2 separate regions of the Sus scrofa genome follow, and region 2 is linked to region 1. The links are chromatin contacts, called in public HiChIP or PLAC-seq maps. All regions are on one chromosome and are shown on one strand. The core of a region is the stretch at or near the end of the contact, and the rest is flanking DNA. Distances in the headings are between cores, read along the strand shown. Region 1 overlaps MARCH3 (membrane associated ring-CH-type finger 3). Region 2 holds the start of LOC102161210.

Region 1 (4,790 bases), core at 625-3,124:
AGTAGCACCTTTTCAAGCAATATTTGCCAAACATGGATCACTCAATTAATGCACCACCTTTCTTTTCCCAGATCTTGTGTTCTGCAGTGCAATTATCTACTTCCTGTGTCTTGAAAATTAGTTTCTTTTAAAAATGTAACCCATTTTAGCCTTAAGTTATGAAATGATGAGTTTGATGAACTTTTATATACATATTTGTAGATATATATAGGGAGATAAATAGACATTACAATAAATACATTAATATTTTTTGCTTTTCGTGTGCCACTTCAAATCTAGGGACACTGTCTCATCATAGGGGGACACACAGGCAAATGCAAGAAACTGATGAATGAGGTGTCTCTACCTATTAAGAATAATCCATTCCTAATAAGGGCCTTACCTCCCTGACACGGTCTATCATACAGACTACAAGAAATTGTGTTCCCGATCTGTGTGGTGTGGCTTGAACTTGACCTCACGTTCAAAGCACTCAGACCCAGTGGAGTGAGGAAACTTTCTGCATCCAGTGATAGTTCTGCGTGATGTGTAAGATCTAGAGGACTTAAGAGAAACTCATAGGAGGAATTCTTTATGTGTAAAAGGTGAGCTGACAGTTTCACGGTCCATACAGGTCGTCTCGGCCCAGGCTGCTCAGCTCAAGCTCCTGAGCCTGGCTCTGCAGGACTGGTGGACAGACTGGGTTCCCGTCAGTCTGGGTGGTTAAGGCCCCAAGTCTAAACAAATCTGCCTCCCAACCCTAAGAGGATTCTTGGAATTTCTCAAGGCGTGATTTTTCTCCCAGATCTCTGTCTGTGTTGATTACATTTCACTCAACTCCCATAGGTCTGGAAATCAGGATCTTCCCAGCTTCCAAACAGTGTGCATCAGCTGCATGTTCTCAAGGGGTTTCCAGATGAACTCGAGCTGACACTGTCCCTGCTGCCAAGCACATACCCTGCAAGCCTGACCACTGGCCACACTTGGATGGGAACAGAATCCTCTCCTTCCAGCTGAGGTGTCTGGCTGGCCTCCCTCCAGCGGCTCCCTCTCCTGTCCTCCTTGGCTGCCTCTCATCATCTCTGGGTCTGCCGTCTGGCCTCTCCCAGGAGCCCTTTGGAAGCTGGCAGTGGGGGAGAGGGCTCCGGACACCAGTCCTGGTCTGAGGCCTGAGGTGGGGCGGGGACAGGGCTGCGCCTTCCATGTCACTGTCATGACTCCGGGGGGCTTCTCAGCCCCCAAGTACCAAGCATCCCAGTGAGATGATTAGCTAGTATAGTTCTGCTTGTTATACACAATCTGTTGCTTTTTTTTTTTTTTTTACCCACATTATGAAAGCAAGAAGTCTATGTTACAGAAAGTATAGAAAAAGCACACAGACAACAATAAAAATCAAAACCCCACCACGTGAATAACCACAGCAAACTTTTTGGGCGGATGCTAAAACTTTTCATTTTTGGCAGGGTGGGCAGGGTGGAGTTGATTTGTAGCTGGGGTCAGATAGCTTTTTTTTTTTTTCTTCTTTTTTTTTTTTTTCCTTCTCCTACACTGAGTTATGGTAGTTCTCAGGCCCCAGACCAAAAAGGATGATCCCAGGCCGGCTTTGAACACTATGTCTAACCCCTCTTCCCTGGCCCGCCCTCATAAAAGCCTACTGACATGATTTTAAATTCTCATAATGCCTCACAGTCACAAAGTGGGACTTCCTGGCACAGCTCTCTTGCTTCACAAGGCAGCTATAGATTCAGAGCCAGGGGTGTGCTGGCAGGAAAAGCAGACACAGTGACCTTCTTGCCACACAGGATCATTATTTCTCGGGGCACTCCGAGAGTCTATTTTCGGGTTTTGCCTAACTCCAGCTCAGAGGGCCAAGCATCCCCTCTCTCTGCCTGAGGGAGCTGGAAGGAGGCGGAGAGGGATGCGGAGTGAGAAAAGGAGGTCAGGCTCATCAGCAGCGAGGCTGATCTTAGCGAGGGGGCTGCCACTCAGGCACCTAAGCTCCCCAGGTTCATTCACTGATAACCTCACTGTCGTCCTCACCAAAGGAAGTAGTGCTCAATGTAGGACCTGAATCTGGAACAAAATGCCCTGAAAAGAGTTCTGGAAGTACCGTTTCCATTAAGCTTATTTTGGATCTGTAATTTCACTTCTAGATGATACACTTCACTTCCCTTCTCAAAGGCGAAAGGGATGTTATCTGCCAGCTGATCGCAGTTTATTCCACTCACAAAGGGTGCCGGGCACTGAGTTGGGCATAAAGAAACAACAGGCTCCTCTACCTTCTCCTCCAAGCAAGCCCTGGCGCTCTCCCCTGAGCCATCCCTGCGGAATCCTGAACCCAAACTTGGACCTGATTGAAATGATACACGAGTCCCGTGCTCACTGAAGAACACATCGGCCAAGCCACTGGCCACCAAGCACCCCAACAGCCCCCGGATACTAAGGCTGGCATGGCAGGTATGAGCCCTCACACTCCCCAGAGACCATATCTTGAGCTGAAAATGGGGTGGGAGGGATTGCACAGAGGATGGGCACCTGGACCGCGGTTGAGGGAGGGCTGAGTTGGTTCTAGCTCCAGGTGAGTGAATCTAATTGGGTGATAAGGAGAGAAGGAGCTCATGATAATGTGAGAAAAAAGAATGTATACATGTATGTGTAACTGGGTCACATGCTGTACAGTAGGGAAAAAACTAATAATGTATTGGGGAAATAAAAAAAATTAAATAAAAAAAAAAGGAAGCCCAGAGGCTGAGATCCAGGCAGAGGGGACAGGAATGGGCCTCACGGGCCATGGGCACTGACTGGCACGCATATATGTTGCACCTGGGGCAGTGACAAATGGCCCACTGCATTCCCTTGTCTCTTCCAGGGCCACCTGGGAAAACAGCAGGCTGTTGCTGTGGATGCTAGAAAGAGCTGAGCTGTGGATTTGGAGCCCAGCCCTGGTCTCCCACTGACCTCTCTGCAAAATCTCACGCACGGCTTTCGTATCCCCCGCTCCTAGGAAGTCCACCCAAGAATTCTGCTCTCTGGGATTTCTGAGGACAAAAACACCGTTGCTGGGAGGGGGTGGGGTCCGTGCAGGCTTGAAAGCTCAAATTTCACTGATGGGAGAGGTCCTCTGTTGGCCAGGCTTGACACTTATATAACTCCTCGGGCTGAGAATAACACATGATTTGGCACTGGCCACACTCAGCTGCACTCAGTGGGAGGACTGCGAATAGGTGGACGCGAGGGACACAAATAAAACAGGGGGGCGTGGCTACGGAAATGAAAGCCCGATTAGACGATTGTTAAGAGAAGCAGGGCTGTCTGTGAAACGGTGACCCCTTTAAAGGACAGAGGACAGTCTCCCAAAAGCAAGGACCCAACAGTCTGCGGCTAACCGTGGCTGCGTGGGTAAGCGATGTCCGTGGGAACACAGCGGACCTCGGGAAGATGCGTGGGCAGGACGTGTGGAAGGCAAGGAGGCGAGCCCTGCTCACCTGTGCAGCCCCCGGAATCTCCATAAGGATCTTTCGGGAAAAGCGCTGTTCTTAGAGCAAGGACACCCAAGCCTAGGCCCTGCCTCACCCCTCACCAGGGGAAGCCACACGGTCGCTCAGACTTCGCTCAGATGTCTTGCATATTTGAAATTAGGGTATGACGACTTCCTGCGCCACTTCATCTGGCTGCTTGTGAGGCTTAAAATAAGATGATCCATGTGAACACGCTCTGTAAGCTGGAATGAGCCATGCACATGTACCTTTTATGACGACGTTAACCTTATTTTTTGTTCTTTTTCTGGCCCAGGCTGCTGTCTCCTCTCCGTTTGCTAAAACTGTCTTCTTCCATGGCCAGTCAGTCAGTAGCCACTGCACCCTTGGGATCATCCTTGAGCCCTGAAGTTGCATCCCTTCATCTCTCCCAGTGGGGAGCACAAAGGGAGTCTTCCTCGCACCCCACTTCTCCTCCCTCTCCTGAGACCTGCCATCTCCATATCCCCACACAGGTTGTCCTTTTCTATGAAAATGTTTCGTAAAGATACATGATGAAAATCTGCTATTATGTTTGAGATAGTGGGGTCTATTCGTTAAAACAGCTACCATTATCTTAGCGAATTGATCGCCTGATAAATACCCTGGAAAATAAAACACAAGCCACTCCCTACTGCCTTTTCAGGCCTGCTTCTATCAGAACTGTATTTTCAGTGCCAAGTCAGTTTTAATCTCTCAGATGTAGGATGAGAAGGCTATTCTGGGGAGGCACCTGGAATGTTGGCATCTCGATTTGGGTATAAAAATTACCCACAGTATTTAAAGGTGAAGACAAGAATATAAGGGTGTGTGTGTGTGTGTGTGTGTGTGTGTGTCTGTGTGTGTATGTGTCTGTGCCTACACTAACCCTGGTGGGCAGGGGTCTGAGCAGGCCCAAGCTTGGAGGGGCAGTCTAGAGCAAGATTGGACCTCCAAATTCAACCCTAATGCCAATTCCAGAAATTTTATTTTATTTTATTTTATTTTTTGCTTTTTTTAGGGCCACACCTATGGCATATAGAGGTTCCCAGGCTAGGGATAGAATTGGAGCTACAACCACAGCAAGCCTGGATCTGAGCCTCATCTGCCACCTACACCACAGCTCACGGCAACACCAGATCCCTGATCCCCTGAGCGAGGCCAGAGATTGAACCCCCATCCTTATGGGTACTGGTTGGATTTATTTCCGCTGTACCACGATGGGAGGTCCCAATTCCAGAAATTTTAAGTAGGCTTCTCAGATCCCCCTGTGTCCTGGAAAGGTCCTGCATCAGCTCCACAACCAGAGTTGGTCAT
Region 2 (4,790 bases), core at 1,513-4,012, 110 kb after region 1:
TGGGTTCGATTACCTGGCCCAGGAACTTCCACATGCCAGAAGCGGGGCCAAAAAAACCAAAACAAAACAGTGTATCTCAGGGATTGGGCTTCTTCTACCTTCCAGAGAGAAATGCCGGACAATGTGAGTTAAGACTGGCATAGTCTCCCCAGAGCACTCCAGGAATCCACTGGATTTGGAATAAGGCATAGGTAAGGCTGAGTTGGGGTCTTAATTTACCTTGCTTCCCCCAACAATTTTTTTTAGAATTGGTGCTCACCTGCAATAGGGATATCTCAGGATTCCAAAACCACTTCTGAACACAGGACAAAAGGTGCCATTGTTGAGGACAGAGAGTTAAAACATTACCTATAAATTTCACAAGGCTAGTAAATGCCACCTGGAAATTCTGGAACAGTTATTTGTTGAATCAACCCACAGACTATAATTGTTCTTTTATATCATAAATGCTATTTGTGTGTTTCTCAAACTATGGTGAGGGGATTGCTGACATCAGAATCACCTGGGTGCTTGTTAAAGATGCAGATTCCCAAGCCCTACCTCAAGACTCCCAAATCTAATTTTGGAGATATGAGTCCAGCCCATGAACTGAATTTTTAGGGAGCAACCCAGTTGACACAGGTGGTATCAAGGCAGGAGAATTATTTTGTCTACATAGTTCATCAGAAATGTAAAGATGCAGATAAGGGATTAGAATATTTTCTCCCAAATGTTTAAGTAGCATAAAAATGAAAACAGTATTTCTTATGATGTGTTCTTAAGAACCATCCCAGTTTATTGTACCCACATACAATAAACATAATTATTAAAATGTAATTATGAGCATAAAATTATTAGAAAAAATATCAACTATGCTTCTTAAAAATATGGCCTTTATTTTGTCACCAAAATAATTATACTATTAAAGGAATTTATAGTTTAAGAATCAGTCACTTGCCTATAGGAACTTAATAAGCTGTTATATTTCTCCCATACCCTTTTAGTCATCAGAAGTTTTGTGATAAAGGCTTTTTATTGTTTTTTAAACTATAAATTGTAAACCACTGCAGCTAGTGCTTAGGCTGAATATGAATTTATATCTAAGTTATAAATTCCTAAAAACATGTTTCATTAGAATTACTAAGGCAGTCTTAATGCTAGTAGATTAAATAGCCTCTGTAATAAAGCTCTGTTTACTTCTATTGAGATTTTTGGGGGGGGAAACAGTTCAGTTTTAATGCATTCTTTTAAGAAGCAAAAGAAAACAGTTTTTGATATACATGCTACTGCAAAGCAGTAAACCAGTGTTGCATGGTTATGTGACAAGCACCACATTTCTTTTCTAGAGAGATTTTTTTCCCTCCTATCTACTCACCTCTTCCCAAACCATGCCTATAATTATTTCACAAAATATAATTTGCCATTTCTGTGGAGTCAAACACTCCTTTTCTCCCTCACCAAAAATCACATATTCAGACTGAATGAAAATGGACTTGAGGGGTAGGCTTTGTTTGTAGCGTGTTTCTACTACGGGTTGCCCCCTACCCACGTTCCACCCTAGTGCTCCCACTGAAGTGTGTATGTTATGTTTTAACAGATGGACCAGCTGGTGGCTACTAGGCTGTAAAACAGGGACTGGGAATCTGCAAGCAATGCTATTGAACCGAATGCTCGTAAAGTTCATGGACATACACTGACCCAGACAGACTAGGCAGATCCAGACATGCTTACACACACACTCATCATACACCCCACGGATCAGAGGGTCTATCTCTCTACTCAGAGGAAGTTCAAGGCTGTTTCCTCCTCCATATTTCTCCTTGATTTGCTTATCAATTTTATATACACACAGAAGTACACACATATGTAGGCACATCTACGAATATATGGATAGCTATATAGCTCAGTGTTTTATACATTTTCAAAGATCAAAATATTGCCCAATTCTGTCATCAAGTCTCTACCTAGTACTCCCAATAAGCCCTTATTCATGTCAAATAAGTATTACAAGAAAATATTGGATTCAATTCTATTTGGTCCACACATAACATAAACTATATGTATGTAATTGCCCTCAGACAAAACAGCTACTTTTATGCCTTATCAACGAGAGAGAGAGAGAGAGAGAGAGAGAGAGAGAGAGAGAGAGAAAATAATAATCTATCTTCCACTGAGTCACAAACAAAAAGTGTCAGGTTTAACCTTGAATCCTCTGTTGTCAGTTTCTGTCACAACTTCATCACTTAAAACACAGGCGCTCAAACAAACACCAATCCACCAGCCTGGTGGTGGCTTTCACGGTCTCATCTAGGATTCCCCAGGGTCTCTGGGCATTGGGATAGACAGCAAGTACCCCGGGTGCTAACGAAGTACTTAGGACACACCTTGCAGGTGGACGTGGAGGTCCGAGCACCTCATAATGGATGCGGATTCAAGTGCTAATAGAAAGCAATTACTTTACAAAGTTTAATATCCGTGCTGTCAATTCCTTTCAATAATTGCAAAGCACTGAAGCTCCTGGTACAGAATCTAGCTGGTCACTAAAGTTCTCTCACCCCTAAAGACCCACCCGGACCCCTATGATCGCTGGCTCAGGCTACGCATCAGACAACAGACACGGTTATCTCGCCGCACCGGCTCCTGCGCGTGTTGATTTTTCAGGAACCTGTCCTCAAGCCATCTAGGAACTGCTATCCGCACACCGCTGGGCACGAAGGCCGCCCCTAGCGCGCGTGTCGCCGTCGCAGAGGGCCAGGGGAAGAGTCCCCAGGCCCCACCTAATGATGGCAATTACAACACGCCAAGTTCTTGCGAACACTCAGCCGCGTCCCGGGCCGAGTTGGGACGCTCTGAAACAAGATGTTCGGGTGTGGGGATTCTCGCAAGGAGTGAATCCCGGCAGCCCTGACCTCTTCACAGCCGCCACGCTCCGACGGACAGATCGACACGCGGCAGGACCCGTCCAGTCTCCCCGCTCGCCTAACAGCGCCGAGAGGAGCCGCTCGCCTCGCGCGCGGCCACTCACCCTCATCGCCGAGTCCCGATCGCAAACCGACGCCCCTGCTGTGGATCCTGAATTTCAAGTTGCCCCGAACCGGCGACACCTCTCGCCCTAGCCAACCGGAGCACATTGGCTCGGGCAGGCACCTCGGAGGGAGCACGTCAAGCTCGGCGGCAGCCCCGGCTCAGGCTCAGCAGCTGCCCGGAGCGCGCTGACAATTCACCGACCCGCTCAGCGAATGAGCCGGACAGCGGGGCTGAGGCGACAGGGCTCCGAGGGAGGCGGGGCCGGGCAGCAGTAAGGGCGGAGTCAGCCCGGGGCCGGCCCCGCGGGGCGGGGCGCCCTTCAACCCGTGACTGGCGGAGTCCACAGCCAATCGTGGCGCGCCAGAGCCCGCGGGTGTCGCGGGCTGTGAGGAGCGCCCTTCTCCGCCCCGCCGCCGCGGTCCAATCGCCAGCAGCGGAAGGCTGGCGGAGAGACGCGCCGGCGGCGGGGAAGTTGGCTGGGGTGAGGAGCTGGGGCCGCAAGGCTGGTGCTGTAGGGGCGGCTGTGGCCGGCCCCCGACGCCTTGGAAGCGAAGAGGCGGCCCCGGAAGACCCCTGGCTGAGAGAGGCCAGGGGCCAGCCGGAGTCTCCGCGTGTCGGCTCCCGGTGGAGCGAGAAGCCCAAGCCCCACGCGGACCGAGACTGGGCCGACACCGCCCACCCCTGGCGCCTGCAGGAGGTGCGGAACTTGGCGGCCCCAAAGGAGGTCCAGCGGTCGGAGGAAACCAGGTGCCAAAGAGGGTGAGTCCCGGGCCAGAGGACTGGAGGCCCGGGCCTGAAGCTGGGAGCTCTGGGCTCCCAGAAAGGTTCTGATTGCGTTCTGATGGTTACCTCCGAAACACAACTCCAACTCTGCCAGCCCCCCAGAAAGTTGACGACACGCCCTCTCATCACTGCCCTTCACACCACCGGCAGCGGGGACCTGACCAGGGGCCTCGGCTCCCTTCCCGACCCAAGGCGCCCCAGCACTTGTGCAGAGCCCGAGAGTGAAAAGGTGGCTCGGCCACGAGAACCGGCGGGCTGGCTCCCGCAGCGGTGGCTCTCCCCGCCGCTGTCCCTGGGGTCCGCCAGAGGGACCAGTACCGTCTGTCTTCGCGGGAAGGAACGCCGCAGTCGGCACTCTCTCGCTCCCTCCCCTTTGTCAGTTCCCAGTCCTAGCTCAGAGTGGCCCCAGCCTGGTCGTGGCGGGCCTGGGGGCAGCCTGAGCTCCCAGAGTCAGTCGTGGTTGAGTGCCCCGTAGGAAGGCTTTGTGAGCTTTGCCCTTAATGGCCGGCCAGGTCACTGCTGCTCCTTTTGTCGGTGGATTAACTCTTTGGCTGGGTTATAAGCCTTTACCTTGGTTGCAGCACACAGGCATACGGAACTGTGGATTGTCAAGAGTCAAAAAGCAGGAGTTCCCGTCGCGGCTCAGTGGTTAACGAATCCGACTAGGAACCGTTAGGTTGTGGGTTCGATCCCTGGCCTTGCTCAGTGGGTTAAGGATCCGGCGTTGCCGTGAACTGTGGTAGATGGTCGCAGACCCGGCTCTGATCCTGTGTAGCTGTGGCTCTGGCTTAGGCTGGTGGCTACAGCTCCGATTAGACCCCTAGCCTGGGAACTTCCATATGCGGTGGGAGTGGCCCTAGAAATGACAAAAAACAAAAAGACAAAAAACCAAAAAAGAGTCAAAAAGCAGAGTGGGGTGTGTTACTTTCCAGGTGGAGGCCTAGAATGTTAGCAAGCTCTGGACTGTAAACTGTGTGTGAGAGCGGCCCCTGTGTGCCTGG

Evidence for each region. HiChIP or PLAC-seq counts read pairs in DNA pulled down with a chosen protein or histone mark.
Region 2: an H3K27ac HiChIP or PLAC-seq map of skeletal muscle shows a contact between it and region 1. The contact joins the promoter of LOC102161210 here to the enhancer-like site in region 1. A contact is called at or near these places in 1 of 5 promoter capture datasets (fetal liver), 8 of 47 Hi-C or Micro-C datasets (fetal heart ventricle, fetal liver, heart right ventricle and 3 more) and 1 of 2 datasets of contacts at active chromatin or transcription factors (skeletal muscle).

What each region holds. Positions count from the first base shown.
Region 1 is chr2:129,918,882-129,923,671 of Sscrofa11.1, forward strand. All of the region lies in intron 1 of MARCH3 (membrane associated ring-CH-type finger 3), which reads right to left. Among named protein-coding and RNA genes, the nearest start is that of MARCH3, 110 kb to the right of the region's middle. Within about 2 kb of position 1,875, at least 25 of the 83 cell types and tissues checked have an H3K27ac peak or open chromatin away from gene starts, as enhancers often do. A contact at or near this core is called in mesenteric adipose tissue, retroperitoneal adipose tissue and skeletal muscle, where this site is marked.
Region 2 is chr2:130,023,159-130,027,948 of Sscrofa11.1, forward strand. LOC102161210 reads left to right here and starts at 2,763. Exons shown (of 6, transcript XM_021085157.1): 1 at 2,763-3,062; 2 at 3,123-3,277; 3 at 3,438-3,765. The coding sequence starts at 2,763. It overlaps MARCH3 (membrane associated ring-CH-type finger 3), which reads right to left and starts at 3,222. Exons shown (of 5, transcript NM_001244831.1): 1 at 3,005-3,222.